Linked DNA regions of Zea mays: all the other regions are linked to region 3. Evidence: chromatin contacts called from public Hi-C data. All regions are on one chromosome and are shown on one strand. The core of a region is the stretch at or near the end of the contact, and the rest is flanking DNA. Distances in the headings are between cores, read along the strand shown.

The links. A called contact is a pair of places that touch in the nucleus more often than the background predicts.
Region 1: a contact with region 3 is called in a Hi-C map of leaf, with 6 times the contacts expected there. The contact joins the promoter of LOC100284970 here to the enhancer-like site in region 3. A contact is called at or near these places in 6 of 25 Hi-C or Micro-C datasets (bundle sheath, ear, endosperm and 2 more).
Region 2: a Hi-C map of ear shows a contact between it and region 3, with 3 times the contacts expected there. The contact joins the promoter of LOC100191255 here to the enhancer-like site in region 3. A contact is called at or near these places in 3 of 25 Hi-C or Micro-C datasets (ear and leaf) and 1 of 3 datasets of contacts at active chromatin or transcription factors (leaf).

What each region holds. Positions count from the first base shown.
Region 1 is chr1:181,926,181-181,928,880 of Zm-B73-REFERENCE-NAM-5.0, forward strand. LOC100284970 reads right to left here and starts at 1,426. Exons shown (of 1, transcript NM_001157865.2): 1 at 586-1,426. The coding sequence starts at 1,341. The coding sequence ends at 808.
Region 2 is chr1:181,852,424-181,855,123 of Zm-B73-REFERENCE-NAM-5.0, forward strand. LOC100191255 reads left to right here and starts at 1,289. Exons shown (of 8, transcript NM_001401257.1): 1 at 1,289-1,593; 2 at 1,786-1,869. LOC103645086 reads left to right here. Exons shown (of 1, transcript XM_008668210.3): 1 at 1-129.
Region 3 is chr1:182,326,992-182,329,691 of Zm-B73-REFERENCE-NAM-5.0, forward strand. LOC103640664 reads left to right here. Exons shown (of 4, transcript XM_008664154.4): 4 at 1-423. The coding sequence ends at 255. Among protein-coding and RNA genes, the nearest start is that of LOC103640664, 23 kb to the left of the region's middle. Within about 2 kb of position 1,355, at least 17 of the 20 cell types and tissues checked have an H3K27ac peak or open chromatin away from gene starts, as enhancers often do. A contact at or near this core is called in bundle sheath, ear, leaf and 1 more, where this site is marked.

The DNA of each region.
Region 1 (2,700 bases), core at 176-2,675, 400 kb before region 3:
TTTGCCGAGTGTCACACCCGGCAAATACTTTGCCGAGTGTTTTTCAGGCTTTGCCGAGTGTTTCAGACACTCGATAAAGCGTCCGGTTCCGGTAGTGTGGGACCAGTCCCCATAGAAACTTATACAATATTGTTTAGGGAGACAATATTGTTTAGTGAGACTATATTCACGTTTTAGTTAGTCTCCAAACTTGGCATGCTATGTTGTTTGGATCCTCCGAACTTGACATATTTTAAATAATAAAATAGTAATTTCCATATATATATGTTTAAGTTACATATTTTAAATCAGTACTAATATAATATAGAAAATAGATTAATTTTGTGTAGTAATCTCACACAACATAAACGAATCAAATAGTCATCTATTTGATATTGACACTATATGCTAATTAGAAATTTATATAATAATAAATTATTATTAAATTGAGCCACGATCTAGCTCGCGACCGAACAGTTGGCGCGTCCTAAGCGTTGAGCCATGCTGACCTGCAGCCAGACCAAGCCGTCTCGTCAAGCTTGAACTTTTTTTACAGACCTACATGCATTAAACGGAAAGTTCTCAGACCATACACGTCCTCTATGTTTTGCAAGCACATATATATAGATCAAACTCATCGAAGTTACATTATCTAACGGGTGAACATCATCGTCTTATTCGATTGTCTACTTTTTTTTATTTCTCCACTAATAACAAACTAGGACAAACAACATACTTATTATTCGCAAACAAAGAAGTTGGCTGGAGCATGCATTGCATATTGCATCGTCGTCCGGCCACACTGCCGCCTGCCTCGCACGCGCGATCTCACGGGCAGAAGGTGACCTGGTAGTTGCTGTTGCCGCTGCAGGCATGGGTCTTGGTGTTGTCGCTGGGAAACAGGTAGGCGTCTGGGCAGCTGGGCCCGCCGCAGTTGAGGGTCACGCCGGTGCTGCACGAGAAGAGCATGGCCAGGTTGTAGCCGTCGATCACCGAGATGTCGTAGAAGTCCTGGCTGCCGCCGCCGCCGATGGTGAACTCGGCCAGCGTCATGGGAGGCTGCCCCGAGAGCGTGCAGGAGAGTGCGCCGCCGCAGTCGCCCGTCTGGCAGCTCCCGCTGCCGCCGTTGAAGGAGCACCCCGTGCGCCCCCACACCCTGCCGGACTGGGTCCCCGCCGGCACGTCCACGGTCCACGTCTGCCCGGGGTCAAGCTGCGTGCCGCCGCCCACCGGGGTGGCCGCCGGCCACACCGTCGAGCCGCAGTTGTTGGTGATGGTGAATGTGGCCGCCCTCGCACTGGTGGCCACCAAGGCCGCGACGAGGAGCAAGAGGGCCGAGGAAGCAGCAGCCCCGGACGCCATGGATGCTATTCCTAGCTAATTGCGTTGTCTACGATGTGTGGGTACGTGGCTAGGGCTAGCTAAGAGCTTAATGCGTTTGTAGTGTGGAGGAGTTTAGGGAGGATGCATGCGATATTTATAGGCTATGGCTGCCGGAGAAGAAAAATATACGGCTATACGGGGATGAAGGAATGACAAAATTACCCTTGGATCGATCATATCGCCAGTTTTGGGTGACAGTGAGATTGGGCTGTTCCTTTCTTTCCTTTCCCGACCTATTTCAGACTGTTAATTTCCTGTGTAGGATGCAACAGTAAAGTATTTCCTGACCTATAAATTTTGTTCTTTGGCGGTTAATAAATAAAAGTGCGCGCGCGCCAGTAGAAATATAAAAAATACCAACAACAAATATGTTTTCTGTACTAGTATGCTGAAATTATTTTGACAAAATTAATTACCTCTAATATGAAGCTTCGTGCACAGACCAGATCCTCCAAATTAAGTTAGGCAATAACGCAACGGTAGGCGGCGTGATTGGCTGCCGTCGTATCCACAAAATTCTATATTAAACGCAGTGGTGGAATTCAGTACGTAGAATTCTACGCGACATGGAAATCAAATCCTAAGCTACAAGGCCAGACTGAAGGACAGCATTGGCAGCACATCAATATTAATTACACAAGTGCTTATTTGACTGTTAAGAGCCCTGAGCTTCTAATAACTAGAGGAAGCCCAGGTCAAACCGTGCAAACCGGTCGAGCCGAACCAGGTTCGGACGTATATAAAACAAGACCCGGAGTGCTAGGGTTCAGTTTTTCACGCCCTATCCTGATTCATTAGCGATAGCGCATGCGACGACGGCGGTTGCCCGAGAACGTGCGCTGCGATGGCCATGGCTCCCTGACCTCGACGCGCAGTGGTGGCGGTTTCTCGATCCGAAGTAGTGGCGGCGGTTCCCAGGTCGGTGGCGGTGGCTCCCCGATCCAGAGGGCGAGCGACGGCGGGGCCCTTGTGCGGGCAAGCGGCGGCGTCTCCGGGGCCTCGAGGCGGCGGCACTCGATGTGCGAGTAGCGACGGCGACGCACGAGGCGCGAGGTTCGAGTGGCGTCATGTAAGGCGCGAGGTGCACTCAACGATGATTTCGCGTGATATCCTCCGTTGCGGCGCAGTTTGGGCAATCCGAGTGACGACCTACATCTGTGCTTGTGTCGTCGATGACCTCTGACGACGACTACCTCCTCCGATTCGTGTTTTCTTTTCGATTATTGTGTTTTATGCCTAACACATTTATTATTTACGCTAAAAATTGTACGATTTTGTGCTTGAACACGGAGTTCGTATGTCAGTTTACTGCATGCATATTTTTTACATGCACATTGG
Region 2 (2,700 bases), core at 39-2,538, 470 kb before region 3:
TAGAACTACATGTGGTCGGACTGATTGTTTTTCTTCACTTCTTTTCGGCTACATAATTATATATTCATAATTACATATTCTGTTCGTTGACCAAAATTAAAAGAGACAGGAACAAACTTACACATGTTACATATTTTTATGTGAATTCATTCCTTCTCGAATCCGAATAAAACTTTGTTACGTTATTCTAACCCATATGATTAGATAAGATTAAAAAAAATTATGAAACATTATGACATTCGGGATTGAAACCCACTCAATCCACATGAGAGAATGCTCTCAATCCATATAGATTATGTAGGATTGGGTAAGTTTAAATCCTAAATAAGTCAAAATCTCATGTTTTTTTAATTTCATCAAATCTATATGTAATAGAAATAACCGAAAAAGTTCTAAGAGACCTAAGAGCAGCTCCAATAGTTATGTAAATTTTAGTTCTCTAAATCATAGATTTAAGAAGTTGCTAAATAGCTTTTGAAGTAAAAAAATGTAAGATCTCCAATAGTTCTCTAAATATAGGTTGTAATTTTGTTTTGTATTTATCCACATAAAAAATAAGTCACAAAAACTATATAATGCAGTCAACATTTTTGTTTAGGGAGTTGTTAAATGGTTGCTAAATGTAGAGAGAAAATGAGGTTAGATGACAAGTTGTTAAATTTAGAAAGTTCATTTAGAGAACTGTTGGAGAATAGTTTTCATGTTAACTACCTAAATTATTGATTTAGAAAGTCTTTTAGAGAACTATTGAAGTTGCTCTAAGAGATGAAATGAGTGATATAATAGAAGTGGTTTCGGCTAGTCTATTGGTGCACAATTTGTTTGTTTGAGTTTCTACTCACTTTTTGACCACTCGCTTTTAAACTTCTAGTTAGCTAGTTATTTGTACATTGTTACTATTTCTATATCATTGTAGTTTATTTAAATATAATTAATTTTCTTATATCTTGTGAACGTTTGTCTCGACGACGATAGCTTCGAGCCCAGCGAACTTTTAGGGATGTAAATAGTACAGATAATATTTATTTGTATTGGAATTCAATATTTATTTGTATTGGAATTCAATCGTCTAAAAGAGTTGAGATTCGATCTGTATTTAAGTCTATTTATTAATTATCCATCCGTACCTACATACTTAAAAATAAATATTAATATATCAATATTCATTTAAATTTTATCCAACACAACTTAATAATAGCCAATTAGTCCTATCCGATCCAAATAAAAAATTATTATTCAATTTGATTACACCCTACATTATTTTTTCCGCCCTTCTCTTATAGGGAAGTGACAAAAGGGCCGGCCCAATGACACGTTTCGTTGCAGTGAGCAACAGGGAGGAAATCTATACAAAGCAGTGGAACTGCGAACTCGTCGCCGTCGTGTTCACAAAGCCGGCGCCTTTTGCTCCCCGATCTCAGTTCCCGCCCATCTCTAAGCTCCCAAGGCGACGCTGCGGCGGCGGGGCAAGCGGGAGGACAAGAAGCGGACTTGTCTCCCTGCCCCCACCCCCTCCCTCGCTTCGCGCGTACCCCCTTCAGTTCAGCCGGGCGGTACCGTCGACGGCGCCGGCATTGTACTTCTGCTGCGCAGGTGGGTTATTCACCGTCCTTGAGATATCTCTTCTTCCTCAATTTCTTCACCTGGTGGCTCCTCACTGTGTATCCGTGCTCCGAGATCCGTCCTGGCCGCTGAATCGGCATTGGCGGCCGGTGACTGTAATCTGTGTGCACTTAGACCTCGCAGTGGGTGAAGTTATGTCTGAGACTAAAATCGTCTGTGCAGTGCTGGCCCTTACAACCCAAGATCTTGCACCTTGGAACTGGGCCGTCGTCAGCTTCGTTTGGTTCAGAACGCTTCGAGAAAAGAGTCTGGGCTGTGTTTGTGCTGTTGATCTGTTATTATCTCTCAATTCTCATGTTCTTCAACTAGATGCTTGAGTGATTTTAGTTTTGTTCTTGGCATCTGTGCCTTCATTCATTCTTCATAAGCCAGCCATTTAGAGCATCTCCAACAATGTCTCAAACTAGTGTCTTAAATTGAAATATATGACTCTAAACAGGAAAAACTACCCCAAAAGTGTCTCATTTTGTAAAATTTTGTCAAAAATATATAGAACACTCTCTCAAGTGCCTCAATTATACTACACCCTAGTGGGCTGCCTTATAATCTAGAATTAAGATTTTACTAGTTGGAGCAGAATATTTTGTTGGTGTCCTAAATCATATAAAATATACTAATTTTTAAATTGTAGGGCATTTTTATAGAATATGCTGTTGGAGATGCTCTTAGATGCTGGATTTATCCTTTTTTTTTCTCTGTGGCTCGCTGCCTTTCTCAACAATTAATTCATTTGGGCATCACTGACGTCTGCCTCAAATCAAATGCCCATCCTACCTGTTTGAGCAGCTGATACTGTGATACAGGGATCACTTGTTGTGTCCCATTTTTAGTCTAAAGTGGTCACCCTGTCGGTGGCTTGTTAAGCCTCAGGCAGCACACAGTGTTTTCTTGGATTCCGGTGGGATGCCCTACAGGCGGCTCTTAGCTGTGGTCATGTTTGTTTGTTTTTTTATGAGGAAAGCATGGTTAGATGCTTTATCAACTTGATCAGAGAACAGAGTCAAATTGCGAGAATACATGATTAAAGGAAGCATGTGCCATGTGCTCTTGTCTGTGAAGTTATTGTTTGGATTTGCT
Region 3 (2,700 bases), core at 105-2,604:
AACACAACCACGGTCGAATGCCTGCGGACAGTGAAGCTTACCTGCAAGCTGGTCGTTTCAATGGCACAGCTCAAGCCCATGTGCATCAAAGATTTCACAGAGCACAATTTCATGGATGTACTCTTGGAGTCTTTGAAGACGTTGTCAGATCTCGATAACTGCCTCGTATTATTTGAGGTCGATAATCATTATCAGGTGACAAAGACTGATAAGCCACTGGTTTCACTTGTGAAGAAAGCTCATCAACTCTTCTAAAAAGCAACGAGAACAACCCGGTAATGTGTATGTGTACGCGTGCATGTGTGCGTGCACGCGCGCATTGTCAAGTCTGCATATCAATCCAATAGTGCGCTGCGTGAAATGATGTGAAACTCAGCCTGATAAGATAAGGCGCAAAACGCCATTGCTTACGGTATTCAACCATCCACTGTATGTTTCCTGTATGAAGTGTGCATCCCACCCCCCCCCCCCCCCCCCCCCCCCCCCCAAACAAAGAACATTGTATCACTGAAAGATTCAAATTGAAACATTTTGTATTCTAACAAAAAAAATTAGCAGGCCTTTTGTATAGGTAGAGAAACGGATACACTCATCACTAGCATATCTACAAATAGTACTCTCTCAGTTCTTTTTTATTTGTTGCCATTTAATTTAAAAATAAACTAATGGACGACAAATATTCAAGAATAGAGGTAGTGTGCAATAAGTCTGTAGCTGATGGGCTACCTGCGAGCGGCGAGATGTAACACCCAAAATCCTAGTTTTTGGGATTTAGGAAAAATTCATTAGAGATTTAAACTTTAAATTATCTTTTTAATAAAGATTTTCTTACATTTAAAATTTCATCCTCTAAAATAAATATGTTTTCAAATAAGAGATTATATAGAAGATCCTTATATAAGTTAAGTTATTGAATAATATATTCATAAATATCTTCTAAAATATTTAAGTTAAAGTATCTTTTTCTAAATAATATAGAATAGAGATTACTTTCTTAATATACATTGTGTGTGTATAATTGGTGTATTCAAAAGCATGTTTCATAGATAGGGTAAAAAAATTTGGATTTGCATTCATGCCGGACTTTTGAATGTGCATCTAGTTCGATTTAAAATTTTAACTCCGAATTGAAGCCGATTTGAAAATAGGAATTCAAAATAGAAAATTAAACAAAAGGGGAATTAACAATGGAAGAGATAAAGGAAAGATGAAACATGCTCGTGGGCCGTGTTAACCTGGCCGTCTCATCTCTCCCTTTTCCTTTCCTTTCTTCCCTCGCGCGGCCCGACTCCTTCACACTTTATTTCTTTTCGCCGCATGGGCCATTGGCCGGTGGGCCCAATACCCTTGACGCTCATCCGATAAACAATGTAATAGGCTCATGGATCAGCCCTTCACCCCTTACATACTGACATGTGGGGCCATGCCGTCAGAACCTTCCCCTTCGCCTGTAACTGTAACACCTAATTTGTAAGAGATCATATTAAAAGGAGAAAAGTGTTTTCCTTTATTTATATAAGTGTATCACATCCATTTGTCATCACATGTGAACACCACCTTTAAAAACAATTAATAAAAATATATATATCACTAAACCATGGCATCATGCTGGATTATGTTTTGTGTGCATTTTGTGACAACATAAAAATAACATAAAAAGAAATAGGTTAAAAAATCCAAAGTGGAATTTAAATTCTAAAGGAAAATTCAAGAAGTGAGAAAAGAGAGAAGAAGAGAAATTACTAGGTGAATAAAAATAAGTATAAAAATATATATATTATTCTCATACATATTGGAGTTTGAATATTTGAATCAAAGGTTAAGTCCACAAAAGGATTCAAATTCAAACTAGAGATTCAAATGAAAAGAAAATAAATAAAAAAGAAAAGAAAAGGAGAATAAAAGAAAAGAACAAAAACCTAGCTCGGCCCAACTCTTTCCAATCCGGCCCAGCTTCGCACTCCCCCTCCGCGCAGCCCAGGAAAGAACGCTGCTTGCTGTGAGCCACTACCACTGACCCGTGGGTCCCGCGTGCAGCCTCACCGCTTCACGCTGCACGCTGCTGGCGCCACTTCCACGTGGGCCCCACCCATCAGAGTTTCCCCCTTCCTCGCGGCGTGCTGTTGCAACAGAACTTGCACGCATTCCAGGCGTCGGGCTGACCATCTCTGGGCGCATAAAACGAGCTGTGCTGCACCCTATTCTTCTCCTTGACCTTGTACGCATACCCAGGGGAGGAGAATTTTGTGAGGGGAGGAGGTGGGTGACGAGTTCCGCCGCGACCGATCGGGTGGATCGTCGCCCTTTGCTGTTTGTCGTGCTCGGCGCCAAATTGGTGTGTTGCGTGCGGCCGGGTGGCTTCGTCTACGTTCCGGGGCACTTGTGGGTAGGGCTGACAATGGGCTACAAATTTTGCACTATAAGATTTAAGGATCAAATCGGGTTAGGATCGGACTCTATTTCTAGTCATTTTTGAACTATAATTTATTTAGGGCCTTAACATTTTGTGAAGAACCATTTGGATCACGATCCATTACCACCCCTACTCGTGGGGCGCGTGTGAAGGTCGTGCGTAACCCGGGCGAACCCAATCCCTCGCTGTCGTCGCTGTTCCGCGGATCGCCGTGGACAGAGCTGAGCACTGCTGGAATCAATGTAAGGACCCGCTCCCCATGTTTGCCCCCTTCCCAATTCCATTTC